Linked DNA regions of Sus scrofa: all the other regions are linked to region 1. The links are chromatin contacts, called in public Hi-C and HiChIP or PLAC-seq maps. All regions are on one chromosome and are shown on one strand. The core of a region is the stretch at or near the end of the contact, and the rest is flanking DNA. Distances in the headings are between cores, read along the strand shown. Region 1 holds the start of C3H16orf62 (UPF0505 protein C16orf62 homolog). Region 2 holds the start of COQ7 (5-demethoxyubiquinone hydroxylase, mitochondrial). Region 3 holds the start of TMC7 (transmembrane channel-like protein 7). Region 4 holds the start of IQCK (IQ domain-containing protein K).

Region 1 (3,233 bases), core at 381-2,880:
CCATCATGGCTCAGTGGTGAACGAATCCAACTAGGAACCATGAGGTTGTGGGTTCGGTCCCTAGCCTTGCTCAGTGGGTGGGGGAATCTGGCATTGCCATGAGCTGTGGTGTAGGTCACAGACGAGGCTTGGATCTGGCGTTGCTGTGGCTGTGGTATAGACTGGCAGCTGTAGCTCCGATTAGACCTCTAGCCTGGGAATCTCCATATGCTGCGGGAGCAGCCCTAAAAAAGCCCCCCCCCCCACAAAAAAGACAAAAACAAAACAAAAAAAAAAAAACCAAAAACCCAACAACAAACCAAAGGAGACCCAGTCACAGAATACAGCAAATCAGATTGGAATACGGTGCAGTGGAGCCACGTTGGTTAGGTTCTAAAGACAGCTCTGAGGACAGCTATGGTGTCTAACCAAAATTATGCCTGACAGTAAAATATTACGTTTTTATTTATTTAATTGATTACATTTTGGTCAGTTTCTCTGGTTCGAAATTCAGTTTCTTGAGGTGGCTGACAAAGGTGCCACCAGAACTGTGATTCTGCTTCTCAGCCTATGGTGGGGAAAATCCCTTATTCACCCTTCCCCTAACTTTAGTGTTTCAGGGTAACTTCCCCTTATCTGTGCATAGTAGACATGCTGTACAGGGCTTGGATTCAGTGGGCATGGTTGAATATGAATCCTGAGTTACCCTACCCCGCCCCCTTACCACCTAAAACTACCACAGTCCCTTCTGTATCCAGAGACCAGCAGCAGGGCCACCTGGAAACCTGTAAGAAATGCAGAAGCCCAGGTCCTGGCCCAGACCTGAATCAGACCCTGCATGGAACAAGATCCCCAGATGAGCCTGTGCAGTTCAAAGGAGAGAAGCCCTACTTTATGATCTACTGCAGAGTCAGTCTCTTGCTGTGGACAGACAGAGCTCTGAAAACAGGAAGGTCACAGAAGGCACGATGTGATCTAAGCTTACCTAGTCACGTACTGCTTCCAGTGAGTACTGACCATTTGCCGGCCATTTTATATGTATCTCCCTTCACTTCCGTCAGAATTATCCTGATTTCACAGATGAAGAAACTAGGATTCAGCGTGATAAACAACACATTCCATTACAGGTTTAAGTGTGTATTATTCTATTGTCTTTTCCTGGGGAGGGCGTCCTCAAAGACACTCAAAAGAATGTGGTTTTCCAACCTCTTTTTTTGTCAGAAAAGACACTTGAAAAGGGAAACAAAAAAAGTGAGGATAAGATGCTGCTTTGTGATTAGCTGTTAACCAACCCGGGCTGGGCGCCTACCAGCCGAAACAGGTGATAATCGCTTTTACTTCAGAGGTTTGCAGTGAGGAGCACATGAAGAGTGAATGCAAGGTGCTCAGTGTAGTTATTTTTTAATCAGAGAAAACACTGGAGCACAGAAGTTCTGCAGCGGAAATGAACATCCACCTTCATAGAAACGCAGGGCTTCGCCAAGACGGAGGAAAGGTGACCTCTGCTTTCTCCAGTTTAGTTCCAGTTGAGAGCTGTCACACTATGATCCAGGGAAGCCCTTAAGGACCCAAGAGGAGGATACCGGAAATGCCTAACTTCCGCAGTGCACAGAGGGGGACGCGGTGGCCCGGGGAAGGGGCGTGGCTTACCGGGTCAAACTGCGAATTAGCCGCGAAAGCTCGCGCCGACTGGGTCCCAAACACCCCCTTTCCACCCCCAGCCGCAGTTAGCGTCCGATACCCCCGCGTGTCTGGATTCTTCACCGCCTCCAGGGGGTCCCGGGGGGTCAGGCAGCCGCCTGCCACTCACACTCCCGACGCAGGCCAGCGCTGCGACAGCCTACTGGGCCGACGCTGCCCCTCACAATCATGGCGGCCGGAGAGGGGCGGGCAGCTCGTGCTTAGAGGGAGGGTGTCCGCCCTTCACAATCATGGCGGCATGGAGGGGGCGGGGTCTGGAAGGGCAAATTGGGCTGGCGGTCCCCGAACTAGCTGTCATGTGACTGGGAAGATGGCCACCTTTCCCTGGTAAGGAAGAAGCGGCGGGTGGGCTTCAGGGGCAGGGTCTCTGTCTCAGTGTGTGTCTCTGCGAGGGAGTGTGTGAACTGCTCTCTATGGGGTTTGGTGGCGGCTCCCACCGCACCCCTGGGTTGTCTTGACCTCAGATCCCCCGCCGCTACTTGGCTTCAGAGAAACCCCCTGAACCGGACGGGTGGGATCTTAGTTCTTTCTCCCGCTACCCCTCCCCCGGCCTCCCACTCTCCCTTCTCCATTCATTCCCTAAAAAAACAACTTCCCCAGCTTCTGCTTTTCCAGAAGTCGGCGCGGGTTCTGGGGCGCTGGATGCAGAGAATGGGAGACTTGGCTATTTCCTGAACGACTCGGTTCAGCTGGGGCAGACTTCCTTTTCTCATCTGTAAAAGGGCTGCCGTGCATCCTGCTCTGTGCAGCGCCTTGCAGCGGGCACTGAGGATGCAGAGCCCTCAGACATACTCCTTTGGCTTAAGGGAGCTGAGAGTTTAGTAGGGGCAGGTACCCAGAATAGAAAGATATCCAAAGAAGGCACCGGGACGAGGCACAACCACACCTGGCGCCTTAGGGAAGGCTTGGGAGAGGAAGAGTCTTCAATTGGGTTTTGGAGGATGAACAGAAGCTCATCCCAGTTAGAAGGAGCTAACTAACTGCGGGTGCCAAGGCTGATGTGCCTGTTGGGGCTTTTGTGGCTGGAGTAGCTAGGAGCTGGGTGCTTCAGGCTCCAGCTGTTTCTACCAGCGTGTGAAGAACTGGAGTAAGTTGTGATGGTAGCAGTAGGATTATCTGGCGACGTGAGCTCTCTGCTACATCTCAGGAAGGGAGATTGTATTCTGATCTTTTTCTGCAAGAGATGTGAAGTGGTTTACATTGAACGAATGAGTGAGCAAATGAAAAAATATACAGCCCTAGACTTTAGAAATACATCCTTTTGGTTTTATGTTTGATAAACAGCTGTCTTCCTCATGTTCACTTCACCTGGCTAACCCTTTTAAGAGTCTTCCTTCAAAAACTTTGATACACCAGGTCAGGATTGGATGCCTCCGAGTGTTTGTAAGCCCTGCCCTGAATTTTCTTTGACCCAGTCCTGCAAAGTACCTTTTAGAGAATCACTAAGGCTTAAATGCCAAAACATCTGGCTTCAGCGAACTGATCTGGAATTTTAAAATCAGAAAATCAAGGAAGATGCTGTTTAATTCCAGGACATTTTTACCTTTGGTATT
Region 2 (3,233 bases), core at 205-2,704, 210 kb before region 1:
ACCTTTCTTACTGAGTTATCATGGAGACAAAATGAGATACAGGAAGCAAAGTAGCTTTATAAATGAAAAAGAATCACAACATTATAAATCAATACTTTTAAAAATGGAAAAAAAGAAGAAGAATTCTGTCATTGGCTCAACAACAGAGCATTAAAATTCATGTTCAACAATCCTCTGGGTTTTGCCTGCACTCACACACTTAAAAATAAAACTGAGGCTCACTGCTAGAAGCTCTCAAATGCATCATTTTATATTCGTGTTTTCCCAAAATGTGAAACACATATCAACGATGTGTGACTTCAAATGGTTTATGGGACGATCTTAAGTGGCTATGCACATGCATTAAATAACACTCATGTTATTTAGTTATTCTCTTCCAATCCTTTTGCTTTCATCAACGAGGCTGTAAAGGTGACATAACTTGAACACTTCCTAACGCTTGTTAACCTCCCATTCTTACCAGAAAGACAGGTTCAAGCCTTGGTAGGCAGCAGTATCTAATACAACAACTTGTGTTCAGCGTATTTATTTTTTTTACAAGTACTTTACTTGGGACGTGCGATCCTGGTTCTCCGCTTACCGTAAAGATAGGGTTTCCGTGAAATCATTTAATTTAAAAACAGAACACGGTTTAATTTTTTAAAAAGTGATAAAAAATACAAGTGGTACTGCGATAATGCAACCATCCTGAAGGTGGTAGACGAATGACTTAACTTCCAGAAAACGACCTCACAATTTTGAGGCCGCTGGGACGAAATGAGGAGAGGAGCCAGGATCCAAGCCCAAGTCTCTCTCGATGCTCCACCAATTTCGTGCTTCTCAAAATATGCAAATGCATACGAAGCATTCGAAGGGCTAGTTAAAATACAGACATGGCGACTCAGTAGGTCAGGCGAGGGACCTGAGAAACCGCATTTCTACCAAGCTCCCTTGGGGAGCTGGGAAGAAGCCGACGCTGCGGATTATGGGAATACACCCACCCATGGGACGCTAAATTTTCAAGGTCGCCAACTTTGCTCAGCCTGGAACGCCGACCACACCTGCAGTGACGTCAGAGAACAGGTGTGCAATTAGGTCATTCCCCCAACCCGCTAACCCGGAACCGGCACCACAGAGCGTCACATCAGAAAACCACTCTCTTCCCGCCCAGCGGGCCGGCGACACATTACAAGCCTAGCCCTGCTTTTCCGCTCGCGCTCGGTCGCAGTCCCGTGACGTATAAACGTCTACGCCGTGACCTCTCCGACCCAAACCTCAGGAGAAAAGTTCATTGCTCGCCAGCCCAGCGCGGGGCAGCCATCGCTCTCACACTTTACCTGAAAGGGGCCGCGGGGCCCCCGTGCGCGGAAGCCACAAGCAGCGAGCCGCCACTGCCCCGGCGTAGCTCATGGCCCCGCAACAGGGTACCCACTCCTTGAATAGTGAGCCCAACTTGCCCTCGGCACTGACTGATGACGTACAGCTGGCGTAAGGCAGATGCAGCCCGCCTCTGCGTAGGTGGAAACGCCCCTAAGCGCCCAGCTTCCACTCGATTGGTTGGGAGTGTCAAATGGAAAGATCCTATTGGATCTGACCATTATCAATCACTCAGGAGCCCGGTGAAGGGTTGCCATGGAGATGAGAACGCTAAATTGTTCTTTAGAAGATAGCGACAGGATTACTACCTAACCTCCGTTCCTGGGAAAGAGGACCGTGAGGGAATTATTTACTGGCATAGCCATCATATTTTATGCTTTACCAGCATAGGAGACTTTTCTCTATTTGTAGCCTTTATCCACTTCCAGAAATTACATTCTGGAATTCAGTTCACTGCATGGTATCTCCAGGTATTTTGGGGGTTGACAGACGATTTTAAATTTCTTCTTAGCCCTTTTCTCTATTTTTTAAATTTTCTACAAAGAACATTATTAATATTATTATATCCACTTTACTGTTAGTGTGAACGTATTGATGCAAATTGGTTTCTTGACGAGAGGGCTGGGGAGGTGAGATTTAGCAACGTATTTCATAATTTTTTTTTTTTTCTTTTGGCCGCCACACAGTATATTAGCGCTCCCGGGCCAGCGATCAGATCCGGGTGGCAGTGGCGACCTTTGTTGCAGCTGTGGTAATGCCAGGTCCTTTAACCCACTATGCCAGGCTGGGGATTGAACCTGAGTCCTGGCACTGCAGATATCAATACCGTTGAGCCACAGCAAGAACTCCACGTATTTCACACTTCTAAAAGTTATTCACCAGTTCCCTGGTGGTCTAGTTGTTGGGACTCCTGGCTCTCACCACTGCGGCCCAGGATTCAACTCCTGCTCTGGAACTGAAATCAAAACTATATCCGGTCTGTTAATGTAGACTCATCAATTGTAACAAACCGTAGCACTCTGGGGGAATGTGGCAGCAGAGGGTATATAGGAAATCTACTTTCCTCACTTTTGCTGTGAACCTAAAACTGCTCTAAGAAAATAAACTAAGAAAAAATTTTGGTGGACATTTTAATAAATGCATATCCATTGATATAGCAATCCTCCTTCTACAACTCTATTGAACAGAAATAATTTTTTGAATGTGTAATCTGTATGAGGGCCAAAAAAAATCAAAGATGCACATCTGGAAGGATGTATAACAAAATGTCCAGTAATGGTAACTTCAGAGGGTTGGAGGTGAGAAGGGGGCTTTCATGTTCTACTTTACACCTTTGGATTATATGTATCTTTTATCCAAGTTATTGCAAAACATTTAAGGCGTTCCCAAGTGGCTTAGTGGTTCAAGGATCCATGTTGTCACTGCCGACTGCTGTAGTGTGGATGCCATCCCTAGCTCAGGAATTTCTGCATGCCTTGGGCATGGGTGGGGCCAAAAAATCCCCACATTTAACATACACTGCCATTGTAAAGTAATTGAAGTTGCTAATTGTTTTCAAATTACTTTAATACAGTGCAGGAATTTAATAGTTTATGATCAACTCTTATATAACTTTTTATTATTTTATTTGTCTCTCTAGGGCCACACCCTTGGCATATGGAAGTTCCCAGGTGGGGGGTCAAATTGGAGCTATAGTTGCCACCCTACACCACAGCCACAGCAACTCGGGATCCAAGCCACGACTGCGGCCAACACCACAGCTCGAGGCAAGGCCAGACCCTTAATCCACTGAGCGAGTCCAGGGATCAAACCTGCATCCTCAAGGATGGTAGTCAGATTGGTTACTATTGAGCCACTACGGGAACTCCTATATAAGT
Region 3 (3,233 bases), core at 414-2,913, 150 kb before region 1:
AGGTAACAGACGAAGCTCAGATCTGGCACTGCTGTGGCTATGGCAATAGGCAGGGGGCTACAGCTCCGATGTGATTCCTAGCCTGGGAACCTCCATATGCCCTGGGTGCAGCCCTAAAAAGACACAAAAAAAAATAGAAGACAAAAAAATAAAAGAAGGCAAGCATTGTGATCTGTTTTATCATTCACAAGGATACACATTTCCCATTTCTGTAAACCAGATGCCCTGTCTCCTCGCTTGCTCCAACCTTCCTCCCATGATGCCCAACAGTATATCATGGTTTGCAAAGTGCTACAAAGATATGAACAGTCCCTTCTGAGTCTCCCTCTCATGCCAGCGGGTACAAGGTCACAAAATATCATCTGTCCAAGGGCAGGGGGAGACCTTTTAATTAGAGGGGTTAGTTATAATACTCATAGGAAGATGCTTATAATACTCATAAGAAAAGTGCCCTTAAACACCCAGCAAAGAACCAAGAAAGACGAATCTCATGCCCTCTGTATGGGAAACCAAGATTGGTGCCCTAAAGGTGACGAGTTGTGATAATACAAGAGGAAGATAAATAAATATCAACTCGAAAATACTTGAATAGCTATTACTGAAAGGCTGAAACTGAACTGATGCCAGCACTGTTGATTATACATCAGAAACGAATTAGCATCAAACCCGGTCTAACTTCTTTCTCTGATTTCTGAACAAGTTGCCAGAGTTTGAGTGTCTTTTCCTTTTCTGCTTCTTCTAAATGCTGCGATCAATCCAATCCGAAGGGCCCAATGCCCATATCTAACTACACTCAAGTTGTACTGTAAATCCAGGTAGCAAAATCTCTATTCTCAAATTGAAACAGAAAAACAAACAAACAAACAAACAAAAAACACTGCACATAAAACCCACAGTGGTGTCTTGTGTTTTGTGAAGGGCAAATAAAAGATACAAATGCTGCAAAGAAGCCTGCCTGGGGACTGGCAACTTTTCTGACTTGGCTGGGTCGCGGTTGTACCCATTTACGTAAAAATTCACAGAGCTGTACCCTAGGTTAGGTACTTCACACATTCCTCTCCCAACTAACCCCACCTACATCCTCTTCTCATTTTACTGCTGAGGTATCTGAGGTTCAGAGAGAGCAAGCCACTTAGCAAAGCTCACACAGCAAGAAAACAGCCGAGGCAGAATTCACTTCTAAGTGCGTCTCATCATAAAGCCTGAGATGGCTGGGAGGCAAGCACCGCGTATCACAATGTTCGGGCTGGCAAGGATCTCACAGCCTTTCGTTTCACGTATGGGACGCGTTTACGAAGACGCCGGGATCCCTCCACCAGAATTGGGACGGCGAACTCACCACGGTCGCGACTCCCATTCAAGCGCGCCGGGGGTTAGAGCATGCGCTCTCTGACCTGGGTGAGGATGGGCTGGAGGGAGGGAGAGCACCAATAAGAAAGACCCGCTGTCCCCCCTCAAGTTGGGGAACCCAGTCCCCGCCGCCCTACCTTGGTGGATGAAGGGCTGCCTGCTGGGTCTGCCGGGTGGGAGCCCACTAGCGCTGGATTCGCTCATGGTTGTGCCCAGCGCCGCCGAGAGGCCGCGGGAGACCAGCTCCAGCCGCCGCCACCTCCCCGCCTTCGCTTCGGGAGCCGGGATTCCAGGTTCCGGCGCTGACGTCACAGAGGCGGGGGCGGGGGCGGGGCGCCGGGCTGCCCTTCCCACGCCCGCCCCGCGCTGGACCACCCGAGGGGCCCGGAGCTGGGAGGCGAGGTGACAGCCGGGGGCGGCGGGAAGGTGCGGTTCCGGCGCGTCGCCCACCCGGGATGGGAGGAGCGGCTGGAGAGCCTGAGAGACCCCGGACGGCTCCATCCAGCGGCCGCGCTGAGGGGCGACCTTCCAGTTTTTAAAAAGTGTAATAAAAATAATCAAAGACTCCAAACAAGTGTATCGAGTAAGTTACCATTTGAGTACAAAAAGGGAAGAAAAAAAAGAAAGGGACCGTACTTGTTTGTAAATACAGAAGATGTCTCTCGAGTGGAGAGCTAGGAGGCTGGGGGAGAGAGGTAGGAGGGAGGATTTTTCTATAATATATATTTTTAAAATTTTGCACCATATCCACATCTCTGCCTCTATCCACGTTTAAAAGATAGAATTCAAAGGAATTGCCAAATAAATACTGAAGAAATTGTATATACATTTGTATATAATACAAGTAACTGCCAAATTAAACAAAGTGTAGCTAAGTCTACTATGCAGAAGAATTCCAAATAATTTCTAGACACTTCAAGGAAGTGGAACCTAACTCCGCCCTCTTTAAGTGTAGACTACATACAGTGACTTCCTTCCAAAGACGACAGTGTGGAAAGGGAGGGCGGGGCAAGTATTTAACTGAATAATCCCTGACAAACACTTTCCCAGACAGATGATCACAAAGTCAGAATCATCAGTGATGTCATATTGATGATATGCATCCTTGATATGATGTGATAGAAATGATATTTTACCTGTGGGGTCTTTCTCCCCCAGACCCATAATTTCAGCCTCATCATGGAAACATCCGACAAACCCCAACTGAGAGACATTCTGCAGGATACCTGATAAGCTCCACAAAACTGTTAGGTCGTTAAAAACGAGGAAAGTCAGGGGTTCTCGTTGTGTCTCAGTGGTTACAAACCTGCCTAGTATCTGTGAGGGTGCAGGTTTGATCCCTGGCCTCACTCAGTGGGTTAAGGATCCGGTGTTGCTGTGAGCAGATCGCAGATGTGGCTCAGATCCCATGTTGCTGTGGCTCCAATTCGCCCCCTAGCCTGGGAACTTCCATATACTGCAGGTGCAGCCTTAAAAAAAATAAAAAAGGAAAGTCAGAAACTGTCACAACCAAGAGGAGCCTAAGGATCCATGACCACTCAAGTGTAAGGTGGCTGCTAGGATGGGATGTGGAACAGGAAAAGTAACATCTAAGCAAATCTGAATAAAATATGGACTTTAATACTCCAATATAAAATAAAAATTGACTTAAATTGGAAAAAATTAAAGTATGGACTTTAATAATAATGTGTAGGCATGGCTCATCTATCACTGATGGGGTAAGAGAGTAATAATCAGAGAAACTGAGTTTGAGTGTATGGAAATTCTCTGTGCTATTCTCAACAATTTTCTGTAACTCTAAAACTATTCCAAGTCAGAAAATTATTTGTTTATTTATTTATTTTGTTTTCAGGGCTGCACCCACCGCTTGTAGAAGTTCCCAG
Region 4 (3,233 bases), core at 489-2,988, 140 kb after region 1:
CCTCACTCTTAGCTGCCCCAAACAGCCAGACCAGGAGGTCCCATTGTGGCGCAGCATAAACGGATCCAACTAGGAACCATGACGTTTCAGGTTCGATTCTTGGCCTTGCTCAATGGGTTAAGGATCCAGTGTTGGGTGAGCTGTGGTGTAGGTCGCAGACATGGCTTGGATCTGATGTTGCTGTGGCTGTGGTGTTGGCCAGTGGCTACAGCTCCAATTGGACCTCCAGCCTGGGAATCTCCACATGCTGTGAGTGCAGCCCTAAAAAAACAAAAAGCCAGACCAGGCCTGAGCTGTAGCTTAGGTTCACTCTTAACTGGCTCCAGGAGCACCCGGAGCAGCAGACTTACTGCTGTCTTAATTTCTGCTGTCTTCCCAGGACCTAGCTCTGTACCTGGCACAGAGAAAGGGCTCCATAAATACTGAATGAAGGAACAAATGCTAGAAACACAGAGATGAACAAGAAATGAACCTCCATCAAGAAGCAGGTAGATATGAATGGGAAGAAGTGTCTAACATCGACAGTACAGGTGATAAAAGCCCAGTGGTAAGGTCAGAGGAAGAGAGGTCATTTACTCTGGGAAACTTGCTGTAGAAGAAACGTTTCTGGCTTGGGCAAGTGCAAGACAGTGGTGCTAATCCCTTAGACAAAGAACCTGCAGGTGGGGGTGTTTGGGGGGGGGCTGGAGGAGAGAGGCTGGTTGGAACAGATGCCTTGGGATCTCCATGTGGAGATGTTCAGTGGGCAGGGGGATGTGCGGGTCTGAGGCTCAGAGGTGACTGGGCTGACAGGCGTGACATGCATTTAGGAACATATGGATGATATGTTGAATAGAACTAGCTGAGATTGAACCTTAGGAAACGCCAACATTTAAATGGGTGGGCAGAGGAAGAGGGACCTGCAGAAGAATGGGAGAAGGTGCAAAGCTGGAGTGGGTGGAGTCAAGAGTGCCTCAAACGGAGGAATGGTCAAGAGATCGGATTAGAACAAAGAAGCCAAGGGGAGGCCATCACCAACTTTACCCTCTCCTCACCCATCCCTGAACGGACACGGTAGCATCCTCCTCTTTAGTACTGAAATTCCTTCCCTTCGACCCTGCGATCCCAAATGTATCCACTCCTTCAAGGACAAGGGAAGAAGAAAGGAACCTTACAGTGTCTCCTGCGAACACAAATGCTTTCTCCAAAAGCGCTTTCAAATTCTCGCGGTAGCTTCGTGAGGATCCGTGTGAGTAACCCATCTCAGAGACAGAGACTTGGAGGCTTTCATTCACTCGCCCTGGGTCCCAAAGCCAGCAAGGAGCAAAATAGGGATTCGAACCCAGCCCACAGAACTTCAGAGCCTCTGCAGAGTCAAGAGCAGGAAGCAAGGGAGCCAGGAGGCGAGACTGCTCCCTCAAAGGCTCCCCCGCGCCCAAGCTTCTGCACAAACACAGAAGGAGGAATTAACGCTGGGACCCGAGCCCAGCTCCAAGGCGGGAGAACTTCCTGGGGGCGGCCTCAGGCCGGGGCAAGCGTACACCACAGACTGAGGGAACACGGATCTGGAAGTGCAGGTCGCTCCCGGGACCACCGGCTCGCCGCACGGGTTCTCAGGCTCGGTCTCCAGCCCCCGCGCCTCCCCGCCTTCCTCGCGCCCTCGGCACTCACCCGTGGGCCAAAATTCCCCGCCTCCACGTGAGAGCCCGCGCCGCCGTGACCCGGAAGTCAATCTCGACTCGCGGGGCCGGCCCCGCGAGATACGTCTCCTTCCGGGGCGCGGCCGTGCGTGGAGCGCGGTTGCCGTGGAAACCGCGGCCATGGCGGCGCCCGGGTTGGGAGGCCGCACCGCCCAGTGCTCAGAAGGAGTCGTCTCGGCGGAATCATCCGTCACCGCCAGAACGCCAGTGTCGGTCGTATCCCACGTGTCCCTCGAGCTGCCGGTCTCGCCGGGGCAGGTTGCAGAGCCGCCCAACAAGAACCTGTGGGAGCAGATCTGTGAGGGTAGGCAGCCTGGGCCGGCCGAGATGGGGGAACTCAGGCAGCCCCTTGGGGGCCGCGCGTCTTGGGAACCTTCTGTGCGCCAGGAGGCTGACCTTCCAGCAGCCTTGCAGGCAGCCTCGCCGCGCGCCCGCGGACAGGCTCCAAGAGGCTTGCCTGAGGTTACGCCTCGCAGCCTCCAGCATGGATCCATAGTCCGGTCGAAGGCAGGGGAATGCGGGATAAAGGGAACCAGGTGGTGTGGACCATTGGTGCCCCAGTCTCACTTAGTGAACAAGAAAGAATCGCAGGTGTTGATGAGGAGCTTGTTGAAAACATAGGTTCCCAGCCTGCTTTACATGTAGACAGTCTGGCCCACACGTTGAGCAAGCGTGGTCCAAGACAGACTTGGCTTTAACCCTCCTCTACTTCTCACCTCCCTTAAAATCCCCAAGCGCAGTTTAGCTCACCCTCTTTTATGGGGCCCTGCGTACCCTTGGTCCTGAGGCCCAAAGTACTCTTCACAGACATGGGACCAGTGAGGCATACCACCGGGATGTTGCAGGTTGGGTTCCAGACCACTGTCCGTGGTAAAGCCAGCACGGGAGTTTTTTGTTTTCCTACTGCATATGAAAGTTCAGTTTATATCTAAGTTCCCTTCCGGCGCAGCGGATTAAGGATCCGGCGTTGCCGCAGCTGTGGTCCAGGTGGCAACTGTGGTGTCGGTTCAGTCCCTGGCCTGGATGCTCCACATGCCTGGGTGCCAGCAAAAAAAAAAAATTGTGTTTACACAATACTGCAGTCTGTTAAGTGTATGGTATGATAGCATGTCTGAAAGAACACTGTACATCTCAGTTGGGAAATACTTTATTGCTTAAAAAAAAAAAGCGTCATCTTTTTTGCAGTAGTAACAACAAAGACCACAGTTCACCAAGACAAATATAATATTAATGAAAAAGTTTGAAATATTGTGGGGATTACCAAGTGTGACAGACACAAAGTGAGCAAATGCTGTTGAGAAAATGACACTAATGGTAATTATTATTATAAACATGATAATAACCTTGCTTGACACAGGGTTGCCCCAGATCTTCAATGTGTAAAAAAAAACTCAGTACCTTCTAAGTGCAATAAAATGAAGCACAATAAAACAAGGTATGTCTGTATTTTACTTATCCTGTTGTTGAAGTGAGTGTAATAATGGCTCATGTTTCTTTCTTCCTTTTTTTTTTTTTTTTTTTGGTGGCATTCATGGCATGTAGAAGTTCTCAGGG

The links. Hi-C and Micro-C count contacts between places; a contact is called where the count stands out from the background. HiChIP or PLAC-seq counts read pairs in DNA pulled down with a chosen protein or histone mark.
Region 2: a Hi-C map of liver shows a contact between it and region 1, with 10 times the contacts expected there. The contact joins the promoter of COQ7 here to the promoter of C3H16orf62 in region 1. A contact is called at or near these places in 4 of 47 Hi-C or Micro-C datasets (embryonic fibroblasts, liver and skeletal muscle) and 1 of 2 datasets of contacts at active chromatin or transcription factors (alveolar macrophages).
Region 3: a contact with region 1 is called in an H3K27ac HiChIP or PLAC-seq map of skeletal muscle. The contact joins the promoter of TMC7 here to the promoter of C3H16orf62 in region 1. A contact is called at or near these places in 1 of 47 Hi-C or Micro-C datasets (embryonic fibroblasts) and 1 of 2 datasets of contacts at active chromatin or transcription factors (skeletal muscle).
Region 4: a contact with region 1 is called in an H3K27ac HiChIP or PLAC-seq map of alveolar macrophages. The contact joins the promoter of IQCK here to the promoter of C3H16orf62 in region 1. A contact is called at or near these places in 1 of 5 promoter capture datasets (liver), 3 of 47 Hi-C or Micro-C datasets (heart right ventricle, liver and skeletal muscle) and 2 of 2 datasets of contacts at active chromatin or transcription factors (alveolar macrophages and skeletal muscle).

The regions. Positions count from the first base shown.
Region 1 is chr3:26,155,734-26,158,966 of Sscrofa11.1, reverse strand. C3H16orf62 (UPF0505 protein C16orf62 homolog) reads left to right here and starts at 1,630. Exons shown (of 31, transcript XM_021086527.1): 1 at 1,630-2,007. The coding sequence starts at 1,919.
Region 2 is chr3:26,364,227-26,367,459 of Sscrofa11.1, reverse strand. It overlaps COQ7 (5-demethoxyubiquinone hydroxylase, mitochondrial), which reads right to left and starts at 1,454. Exons shown (of 6, transcript XM_021086541.1): 1 at 1,317-1,454. The coding sequence starts at 1,389.
Region 3 is chr3:26,304,606-26,307,838 of Sscrofa11.1, reverse strand. TMC7 (transmembrane channel-like protein 7) reads right to left here and starts at 1,663. Exons shown (of 16, transcript XM_021086539.1): 1 at 1,488-1,663. The coding sequence starts at 1,554.
Region 4 is chr3:26,020,628-26,023,860 of Sscrofa11.1, reverse strand. It overlaps IQCK (IQ domain-containing protein K), which reads left to right and starts at 1,738. Exons shown (of 10, transcript XM_021086532.1): 1 at 1,738-1,983. The coding sequence starts at 1,800. It overlaps KNOP1 (lysine-rich nucleolar protein 1), which reads right to left and starts at 1,746. Exons shown (of 5, transcript XM_021086529.1): 1 at 1,651-1,746.